Linked DNA regions of Zea mays: region 2 is linked to region 1. The links are chromatin contacts, called in public Hi-C maps. All regions are on one chromosome and are shown on one strand. The core of a region is the stretch at or near the end of the contact, and the rest is flanking DNA. Distances in the headings are between cores, read along the strand shown.

Region 1 (5,551 bases), core at 647-3,146:
GTTTGCTGTAAGACAAATATTGTTTGATTCTGTCTCATCAGTTGCATGACCCTCACATCAAACATTTCATCCTCTTCTGAAGAGCTGTCATCAACATCACTTTTAGATGAAGAAGACATTTGTATATCACCAAACACGGGGCCAAATTATGACAATTTCCCAATATTATAAAATAGCATCACAAGTACCATAATTTTCATAAACAAATACTAGCAGCCCATAGCAATGGTCTGATCAGTTAATACAAATGAGGAAATAACAGATAAGATTGGTAAGGTAAAAACAACAAACGACATGATAAATGCATAACAAAGTAGCTCTAACTAGCCCTTCTTGTTCATTGTCATCCATTCATACTTCATTGATAACCACTGAAAGCGCTCCTCGGGTGTATCCGAAGTCAAGAACATTTCTCTTTCACTATTTTTGGTAAAGACTTGAGTTGCAATGAAGTGATCTTTGCTGCCAGCTATAGCACCACATGCCTTCACCAATTGCATAACATCTTTTATGGAAGAGTCAGGTGTCTCTTGTGTTCTTGCCAGGACCATAAACTCACAAGATGTTGTTGTCTGTTTATTCAATTCAACAAGTTTAGACATCTGGTCTTGCATCCATTGTCCTCCCGTAGTCTTTGGTTTTTTACCTTTATCTGTCACAACCACACAACGTCTCTTGGATGTGGAACTAGATGGTGTGTCTTCCCCACAATCACTAGCATTTTCATCTTCAATGTTGATGGCATCTTGTATTTGTGCTTCAGTGTCTTAGGGTAGCTCACCACTGGTTGGGCCCAATGATCATCACCGGTGTTCCGAAGATCTTCAAACATGACACTCAATTCTTTTGCATTTTGGAGTGACTTGTCTTTAAACTTGCTAATGCCTTTAAATTGTTGTAGTCATAGTAGAAGCAAATGTCAGGTATACACAATATGTGCTAAAAGTAAGCATGGACATAAAATAATTGGACAATAACTTACTATGTTTGCCTTCTTCCACCACCAATCTGGAGCAACATACAACTTCTTGTTAGGGTCCCAACCACATCCTGTATCTTTTCCCAATTGTTTCCAATTACTATAATCTTTTTTCAGCTTGTCCCATTTATTTTTGAACTGTAGCTTGTTGTAAGTTTTCCCTGTCCTCTCTTTGAACTTGAGCATTACATTGTTGTACCCAAGCTTGTTTAAATGAGAACCTGATTTGTTCTTTGCTCTTACTTCCTCAGCAAATATTTCACAAGCTATCTTAACATTTTCATCGCACTAGTACGCATTATCCTCCTTCATGGTGTTGTAATTGCCACAACCATGAATAATAAAGAAAAGATAAATCGAAGTGCTAGCTCTTCTATCATGGAAAACAACAGGTATAAACCAGCAAGCATAGATTGATGATGAGCTTCTCGACTTGTGATTTTATTTAATTTTTCGTGTAGAACATTTCTAGAAACGGTGCTGCTGGGCTAGACGTGTGAGCTTTGGATTTTCACAGCTACTATACTCATGTGCAAGGATTTTCTTAAAAATGATTTTCAAATCAAGAAACCAATAGACACTGCAGGAGCTAGAGCCGAAAGAAAAACACTTGCGTCCTCGTCTCGATCGACTACAGATTAGAGGGAGAGAGGAATGCAACTTCACCTTGCACACTGGAAGATCGGAGACGAAGAGGTGGCGTAGTAGTGGACGGAAGGGGCTTGGGAGCTTTGGTGTTTCGGACGGAAGGGGCGGTGGCCTGGATCTCCAGCGTCCTAGGCAGTAGGAGCGAGGGCCTAGATCTCCACACGTCGACGACCTAGATCTCCATCGGGTCAGGCAACGTGCGTGGCGAACTCCGGCGGCTGGTAGCCTGGCGCCGCCGCGCCGCCTCCAACCCTAATGGTCATAGCTTGGACAAAAGGCAGGTTAGGCTTGTGGCTGGATTCCCGAGCGGGTGAGAGAGCCGGTAGAGCATGTTTTTTTCGCTCCCATGTGCCAGTACAATTATTGGACGCGATTCGATCCGCTCCTTCGGTGAAGCGTCTGGTTTTTTGACCGTTTGGCATCCGAGAATTGATTCTACTTTGGAGCGGAGCTGAAAAAGCGCTACCAAACGCAGCCTAAAAAGCCACAACACTTAATAATTTTTGAGCACTTTATATATAGAAATCTACGGGAGATCTATACATATAGCAGCAAATATGAACTAGTGAGATATGTAGTTTTTTTTGGGTTGAAACCAGTTTGCAACATGTACCTTTATTCACCGGTATTTTCAAGCTCCCAAATTAAAGTATATAAAATAAAAAGTATATATATTATTAAGGGTTTTTTCTAGACGTATGTGATTACTTCTATTTCTTCACCAACATTGGAAACTACTACATGAAGGATACTACATGTGTGAAAGTAAAACCCCCTGTTGGAAATGACCAATCTATCCTCGGTGTTTATTTATAGAAAAAAATCTGAAGGAGAGACCCTGCCACTTGTCTTTAGTCGCACACAAGACAAAGCTAGGCACTTCCACTTGCGACTGAGTTGTCTCTTTCATCATCCCGGCTATCCGGATCAACCTCTCTGCTGCCGCTGTCGCTATCTACTTACGAGGAGTAACCGTTATTATTATTAGCTAGCATCATATAATAATAAGTTATGCGATCGATGATTATGTTCAGTTGTTCACTGCATGCGTAGCGAAATCCTCGATCGGAATTAGTCTTCTTCAGACGGAGTATATAAACAACCTAACCATACTAGCAGTAGTAGTATCAGCAGCAAACACAATAATGAGAAGAAGATTACGCAGTGAGCATCAGAGACGAACCTGCATATCTATTTCCGTCATCAGTAATACGCATATACAAAACCAAGTCACTACTGGCTGCAGCACGTACGCAGCAGCAGACAGATAACATATAAAACTATATACTAAAATATATAAATATGAAACAAAGACAGAGACAGGTCGATCTCTCCTCCTGGACCTGGAGCACACGCAGACGGCAAGAAGGTTCCGCGATGCGTGCGTCGCCTCGCCCCGCCGGCCGGCCGATCCACGACAAGAAGGTTCCGCGACGATGCGTCGCCTCCGCCCGCCGGCTTGTACGGCCATATATACAGTCGCAGACGACGACGTCGACGGCGGAGCCGCCGCCCTTGGGCGAGCTTTTTCTCTCCTCTCGGTGAAGGTAGGACGGAGTGGAGTATTATTCATTCATTCATGATTTGTCTCCCTGCGGCGGCGGTCGTCCAATTATAAAATACGATGTGCCAGCGGTCACGTACGCGCGCTCGCCCCGGCCCATACCACATCGGGCGCGGTGCTAGCTAGTGCTCTTACTAGGAGCATGTTTGGAATAGTTTCGTAGATATTAAAAAGGTGAATTTAAATCTTGCATTTACTTTGATCTACGGTAGATCAGTTTCACTAGTAAAGCTAAAGCTAGGACTTATTAAGCAGTTTAGCTAGAAGAGTTTCACCTTCATTTTTGTCGGTGCTGGTCGTCCTGACAAATTGGAGGTCTAGGACTTAAAATAGGCCATTATTCTTATATAGTATATATAACATATCTTTCTTGCTCATAAATACTTGAACACACTACCGGAATCCAAGGCTTTGCCGAGTGTTGAAATCTTTGCCAAGTGCCTTTTGTCGGGCACTCGGCAAAGAAGGATTTGCCGAGTGCTGCACTCGGTAAAACCAGACGCTCGGCAACGAGGCTCTTTACCGAGTGCTGGACACTCGGTACAGAAAGACACTCGGCAAAGACTGATTTGCCGAGTGTCAAACACTCGGCACAGGTGGCTCTCGGCAAAGGGCCGTCAACGGCCGTCCCAAAGCTGACGGCCGTCAGTCTTTGCCGAGAGCCAGCGGCTGGCACTCGGCAAAGAGGATTCTTTGCCGAGTGTCACACATCTAGCACTCGGTAAAGAACTCTTTGCCGAGTGTCATCTCTAGACACTCGGCAAAGTATATTTTTATTTTTTTGATTTTGTCTCCCAAACTTTTTGTGGTATGTTCCTACACTATGTAGACCTACATGTATCATTTGTGGACAATTATAACAGAGATTCAATCGTTAGTAGATTTAGTTCGTTTATTTGAATTTCTTCGGAAAATTCAAATTTGAACTGCAGGTCACTCGAAACTTGGAAAACCGTGCATGAAAAAATGATATTTATGATACTTAGCATAAGTTACGACCGATTTTAGAAGTGTACCGGAAACTTCGAGCAGCGTGCTCACTAAACATGGCCGTGAACTTGGCATCCACGTGTTTAAAAATTGTATAAAACACAAATAAAGTCAGAAAATCATGAAACTTGTCCCCGTGTCATGATATCACATGTATAGGCTGTGATAAAAATTTTAGAGTATTTGGAGAAAGTTGTGAGACACTATGTGTAGAAACCTAAGAGGACTACACATGAAATCATAGAGTTTTAATGTGGATCTCTTAGGTTTCTACACATAGTGTCTCACAACTTTCTCCAAATACTCTAAAATTTTTATCACAGCCTATACATGTGATATCATGACACGGGGACAAGCTTCATGATTTTCTGACTTTATTTGTGTTTTATACAATTTTTAAACACGTGGATGCCAAGTTCACGGCCATGTTTAGTGAGCACGTTGCTCGAAGTTTCCGGTACACTTCTAAAATCGGTCGTAACTTATGCTAAGTATCATGAATATCATTTTTTCATGCACGGTTTTCCAAGTTTCGAGTGACCTGCAGTTCAAATTTGAATTTTCCGAAGAAATTCAAATAAACGAACTAAATCTACTAAATATTGCAAACACTGTTATAATTGTCCCAAAATGATACATGTAGGTCTATATAGTTTAGAAACATACCACAAAAAGTTTGATGCTGAAAACAAAAAAAAATTCAAATGTACTTTGCCGAGTGTCGAGTGGTGGACACTCGGCAAAGTGGGCTTTGCCGAGTGTCCTCGGGTGGCACTCGGCAAAGAAGAGGAAAGTAGTCTTTGCCGAGTGCCCCGGATGGCACTCGGCAAAGAAGGCGTCTTTGCCGAGTGCCGCCGATCTGGCACTCGGCAAATCCTTTTTTAAAAATAAAAAACATCTTTGCCGAGTGCCGCATCGCGGGCACTCGGCAAAGAACATTAACTTAGCCGATCCAACGGCTTCTCCCTGTTCTCTCTCTCACTCACGCTCACTCGCTGCACGCCCGCTCGCCGCCGGCCACCTCGCCGCCGGCCTGCGCGCCCGTGCGCGCCCGTGCGCCCGCGCCGCCCGCGCGCCCAAGCGCCCGCGCCGCCCGCTCGCCGCGCGCCCGTGCGCCTGCCGCTCGCCGCGCGCCCGCGCCGCCCGCTCGCCGCGCGCCCGCGCGCCGCCCACGACCACCGACGAACCCGCGCCGACGACCTCCACGCCGTCAACCGCTCACGACCTCCACGCCGTCACGCCCGTTCGCCGTCGTGCACCGTCCACGCCGAGCAAATAGGTATAAACTAATTTTTACATTTTAGTTGCTAACTATTAGAAAGACCGATGATTTCGTTGAACGGGCATATGGCGAAGCTGCTAAAGGAGCG
Region 2 (6,092 bases), core at 87-2,586, 170 kb after region 1:
ATCTGCTAGTTTCTTCAACTATGCTAGCTCTTTGATGTGCATCAAATGATTTGTTGGGTGATTCCTCTTTTCATCGTATCATCTATTGGTCACTATCTTCCTGGCCCATTTACATATGACTCCATTATATAATATATAATGGGCCTAATCGAGATAATTTCTTCTTTGTTTTAACTCAAATGTTGATCAAACTTTTAACCTTGCATGGCTAGGTCCCATTATAACATATCTTTAGCATAGATGTTAGCCCTAAGATTATGTTGTCATCTAAATGGCTAGAACTAAAAGATGTTATCTTAGGCATATGATCTTTATGAAGCTCATTGTTGTGGTTGAGCGGCCTAAGGCTTCCACCATCATTGTGATCTTCTACGCCAGCACACCAAATTGCCTAAGGTTTTTTAAATATGCTATTGTGTTTTCCTTTTTTGACAAAAAATAATCCTTTGACATTTGATCGTCAACTCTCCAAGGACAAGATTGTTGTTGCAAGCCCTTCGAATAGTGACAAGCTATCTTCCCATTTGCCACCAATATAGTATGTGTCCATTCATTTTATTGATCCTAAGAAAGAAGAGAAGAGAAGACACTGGATGTTGAGCTGCCAACGCTAGGGTGGGGTTACGCCACTATAGTTGGCTCTCTATGAAGCTTCAAGGGGGTTTCTGTAAAATGGTGAGGTTATCAAATTTTACCTCCATGTTGAATTTCAATTTACATCAAGTAACTAGTAATAAAATACCCAAACATGATAACTATTTAGAGATGACAAGTTAGATAGTGGGTCAAATTTCTAAAATCCTTAGGGCATTTCTAAAAATAGACAATGTCACATTCCATAGTACTTAGAAGACACCAATGCGAATTATCTCAAATGAGCAGATAGAAGGAGGTTTTAATAAACCTACTATACTAATGTTGTATATCTCTTCTTGGTGGTGCTTAAGATAAATATGCACCATTATTTTTTGGATAGAGTTAAGCATTGCCAAAAGAAACTATAACTCCTGGTGAATCATATAAGAAGTTGTGAAATAGTGCTAGTTATGACAACCAAGAATGAAGCATGCCATAATAAACCACATAAAGATATAAATTCCATATGTGATGATATCTATATTATTCAATGAAATTAATGTATCTTTTTTAGTAGTATGCATATAGTACTATATCAATTAGTAACTGATAGCTTCTAGATATTATATTGTATTGTATTAATATACAACTATATTTAGAGTTTGAACTTTTTATGGGCAGTTTAGTAATTTACATGGCCATAAACGTCGTTAAATACGCGTAGGCACCCGTATCATTTTTCATCCCCAGAGCACTTGCTCGTCGCACCGCTACTATTCTAATTTTCAAGAGCCATACTCCGATAGTTTTCTCTTCTTGGTTTCGGCAAAGGGAACGAAGGCTTACCTCAAAGGTATCTATTGACCACCTTTCACATTTTAATTTGTGTTTTTAAGTTAGACTTTTCTGTGGCATTGTAAAATAACCATGGGATGTTTGTTTAACTACATCGCGTGGTTATAATTCTCTACAGTTAATATGTGATAAATTGAACCCTAACCTACTAGTACAAACGTAGTAGCCTACACCGATTGAGGCTTTCCCCAACCCTCTAACGCATAAGTGGCCACTCTAGGCAAGAGGAAGCCATTGAGATCGAGCCGGAAAATAACCCCTCGTTTTGGCCTGCTCTATCATAGTAAGGCCTCGTGCAGTTATTCCTATTCTATATGGATTGGATGACATTAAAAAAGTTAGTAATAATTTTGACTTACTAGAGATTTAAATACATTCAATCCTGTGCAATCAACATGGATTGAAATCAAAACGAACGGGCTCTAAAGTGAAAAATGAGTTGAGAACGGGAAGGATATGACATGTTAACTTTTCTGTGTGTGTAACGCTTGGGTGTTAGCTGTGTACCTCCTATATTAGCTGTCATGTTAGGAGCTGTGTACCTCCTATATTAGCTGGCATGTTAGGCTTATGTATTTTTTTTAAAAATTCATATGAGTTGTTTATCATGCATATAATGTGAGCATCTTGTAACCGTGCTAACTAATATTATAGAAAACCATAGTTTGATAACAATGTCATGTACACATATAATTGTCTCCCGTGTCTTTTATATCTCATCCCTTATTTCAAACTTCACTCTGTAAACAGTGTAAATCCCCTATTTTACACGATATGTTGTCACGAGACATGTATAACCTAAAGTCACGGTTACCAGGACGTGTTTATGACATCACTTGTTTAACGGTCTTTCTTTCTGTCTTTATTTACAATTTGAACTAATTCATAAAATAGAAAGAAAATCGACGGTTCCCATTTATTTGAACCCGTTACCTCCTACTAGTCGGTAACCGAAGAAGCATTGATTACACCTTTTAATCTTCTACTAGTACTACTACAAGGTAACCCATGGAGAAAGAAGAGCAGCAGGCCAATGATTATACCGACGAGGACACTGATTACACTGATGATGAGGAGGAGGACTACAACGACGACGAGGACTACACTCCAGAGCCCGAGACGGCGTCCAAACGCCAGAAGCGCCACACCCTGGAGCAGATTCGGGAACTCAGAGCGTAATACAGTAGAACCGAGAAAGAATTAATCGATTAATGCCTTCATGGTTTACTCTGGATTTTTTTTAAAAAAATGCTTGAGTACTACGCTTACATCTACAGTATCCTGTGCTGTGCTGTGCTGTGCAGTGCATACCAACGGTGTGACCACCCAGATGCGCCGACACGCCGCGCGCTCGGCGCAAAGATTGGCCTGGAGGGCAGGCAGGTGCAGTACTGGTTCCAGAACCAACGCTCCCAGACGCAGGTCAGATCACCACCGTCACCAGTCACACACAAGCACCACGTTTTCCATGCATGCACGACCAAATGTGTACAACGAATTGGCAGTCACGAGTTTCTTCGTGCATGCAGGCGAAGGCCCTGGCGCAGAACAACAGGGTGGTCCAGCAGGAGAACGCCGCGCTGATGGCCGAGAACGCGTCGCTCCGGCACGCCATACTGACCGGGTCCTGCCTCGCATGCGGCGGCGCGACGACGGCGGCGGCGCCCGCCGAGCTGCCGCCGGAGAGCAGGCGCCTGGTGGCGGAGAACGCGCGGCTCAGGGGCGAGTACGCGCGCGCCACCGCGCTGCTCAACCAGATCCTGCTCTCGGCGCCGGCGCCCCCAGGCCCAGCAGCAGCGGCAGTCGTCGTCTCCTCCAGCTCCGTCGCCCGCCCCGTGGCCGACCGCGCCGCTCGGCTCCGCGGCCACGCGGAGGCCGCCATGGACCAGTTCCTGCTGCTCGCCACCAAGGGGGAGCCGCTGTGGCTGCCCACCACCCCCGACGGGGAGGCGCTCAACTACCAGCTGGGGTACAAGCACAAGAAAGCACTCCCGGTGCACCACGGGCTCTGCCCGGACGAGTTCGTCATGGAGGCCTCCAGGGCCACTGGCGTCGTCAGAGCCTCTGCCACCTACCTCGTCGCCACGCTTACAGACGCGGTACGTAGTACGTGCACGCACGTCTTCTCCGGTCCATTCCATTCCTGCACCAATCGAAAACCTAAAATATGGTGCTTGTGTTTGTCCATCAGAGGCGCTGGTCCGAGATGTTCCCCAGCGTCGTGGCGAGTGTGACCGCCAGGAGGGACGCAGCCATCTCCGGCGGCGTTTTCGGCTCGCATATTCAGCTGGTGAGTTTTGTTTCTTAGCCAGCGGTGTACTCCTATCCCATTGGTTGTTGACATTGTGGAGCACTCGCAGATGAACGCGGAGCTGCAGGTGCATTCGCCGCGTCTGCTCAACCGCAGCATCAACTTCTTGAGGTACACCAAGCGGGTGGCGGAGGGGCGGTGGGCGGTGATGGACGTGTCCGTGGACGGCATCCTTGGACCGCCAGGCAGCCGCGTCGCTGACGCCGCCGCCGCCGCTGCCGCTGCAAACGGCGTCACTCTTGTGCCGGCATGGTACACGGGCTGCAGGCTGCTGCCGTCCGGCTGCCTCGTTGAGGACATGCGCAATGGCTACTGCAAGGTACGGTACGGTACAGTAGTTGACTTGAGACCTGAACTGTATGTGATGCTGAGACCTTGAAGCTCTGAAATTCTTCTGGGCCGCCACGGCATCGCAGGTCACATGGGTTGTCCACGCGGAGTACGACGAGACCACCGTGCCAACGATGTTCAGGCCACTGTTCCGCTCTGGGAAGGCTCTCGGCGCGCACCGTTGGCTCGCGTCGCTGCAGAGGCAGTGCGAGTTCCTCGCTGTCCTGCACTCCAGCCAGGTCTCCAGAGGCGGCGACAACACAGGTCAGTCTCTTAAAATCGTTTTTCTTGGACTAGCACCAATTTAAAAAACCCATATATATATCGGCTTGTTATTCTTGAAAACATCCACAGCAGCCGCCATTTCGTCGATGGGGAAGAGAGGGGTCCTGGAGCTGGCCCAGCGCATGGTGGCGGATTTCTACTCGGCTGTGTCTGGTCCCGTCACCCAGCCGTCGAGCAGCATCGACGAGTGGTACGGCAGCGCCGGCGCCGGCGCCAGGAGGACCGACACCGCCGTGCGCATGGTGACCTCGAAGAAAGCCGGCACCGTGGCCGACCTTGTGCTGAGCGCCAGCACCACGGTTTGGCTGCCGAACACTCCGCCGCAGCTCGTGTTCCGTTACCTCCGCGACGACCAGCGCCGTGGCGAGTGGGACGCCTTCTTCGCCAGTAGCGCAGCGGTGACGGAGCTCTGCTCTGTGCCCACGGGCCATCTCAATGGCAACGCTGTCTCCGTCCTCTACTCCAATGTGAGTTTATTGTTTTTTTTTTTTTTTTGCAGTTAGCTAGCAATGTTGTCACAGCAAAGAGCCCTACAGGTTACCGATGGAACCGACCGCAAGAAGACGCTGATCCTGCAGGAGGCGTGCACGGACGCGTCCTGCTCCATGGTGGTCTACGCTCCGGTCGAAGAGGATTCCATGCGCGCGGTCATGAACGGTGGCGACCACGCCTCCGTCTTCCTGTTGCCGTCGGGGTTCGCCGTCCTTCCGGACGGCCACGGCAGGGCTCGCCACGCCCCGAGCTCCTCCTCCAGCACACCCGTCGGCTGCGACGACACCACTGCTGGGTCCCTGCTCACCGTGGCATGTCAGGCGCTGGTGCCCGGCTCATCCCCGTCTGACAACCGCGCTGCCCCAGGGGCCTTCGACGACGTTGGCAAGCTGCTCTGTCGTGCACTGGAGAAGATCAAGGCTGCCGTCAAGACCGACATCGTCACCCCAGCTTGATGCAGAAGGGCGAGGCAGAAGAGTCGGGCACAATGTCGAACAATAATGCTTCTACCATTTGATATTTGTCGACAAAATAATGACGTTTAGACTCAGTTATCAGCGGGGCAGTACCCCATCGTCGTTCTCGTTTTCACCGTTTTTCCCCCCGCGTTTGTCATGGATTTATGTCGGTTTAATAATGTTTATATGTTAGGATGGTTTGTCATGATGTTTTCTTGTAGTGATTGGGTTGTTAGTACTTGTTGCTTAAAAATTTCAGTTTTTCTTTAGTGTGTGCTTGTCATTTTTTTCGATCTTAACTTGTTTGATGATATTTTGCAGCGCAGGTAAGATTCATGGCAGTGCATAATTTGAAAGTGATCAGAGATCGTTCTTGTCAATATCCAACTGAGAAACCAAGTTAAGATGTGTCTTGATTTGCACAATAAGCATGGTTATTGGTTGGGTGGCTGAATTCAGCCACGTCACCCATATGCAGTACTTACCACATGAGTCATTGCAGAGATGTATAGTTGGGTTGAGCCCTTGGCCGAGCCTTACCATGCCGGCCATTTACTCTAGAAACTTGTGCCTTGGTTTGATGATAACTCTGGCTTATTTACAGGTAACCATGTGATGTAGCTTACTTACTTTGAATTGGTGCCTTTAAGGGATGGGTGTATGAGTCGGTCTAGGCACTTCTGCATACATGGCCGCGTACGTCAACATGCGACTAATCTAACATAAGTCTTCACGAATTTTCACATTGTCTTTTGGCAATAGCGGCATGAACCCATCGATTAATA

What was found. A called contact is a pair of places that touch in the nucleus more often than the background predicts.
Region 2: a Hi-C map of leaf shows a contact between it and region 1, with 4 times the contacts expected there. The contact joins the promoter of LOC100383907 here to the promoter of LOC100272837 in region 1. A contact is called at or near these places in 2 of 25 Hi-C or Micro-C datasets (leaf and tassel).

Annotation. Positions count from the first base shown.
Region 1 is chr7:35,459,339-35,464,889 of Zm-B73-REFERENCE-NAM-5.0, forward strand. LOC100272837 reads right to left here and starts at 1,897. Exons shown (of 2, transcript NM_001147290.1): 1 at 983-1,897; 2 at 149-885. The coding sequence starts at 614. The coding sequence ends at 324.
Region 2 is chr7:35,625,571-35,631,662 of Zm-B73-REFERENCE-NAM-5.0, forward strand. LOC100383907 reads left to right here and starts at 1,337. Exons shown (of 9, transcript NM_001362227.1): 1 at 1,337-1,429; 2 at 2,421-2,606; 3 at 2,736-2,853; 4 at 2,961-3,530; 5 at 3,623-3,721; 6 at 3,792-4,061; 7 at 4,159-4,336; 8 at 4,427-4,824; 9 at 4,894-5,575. The coding sequence starts at 2,440. The coding sequence ends at 5,304.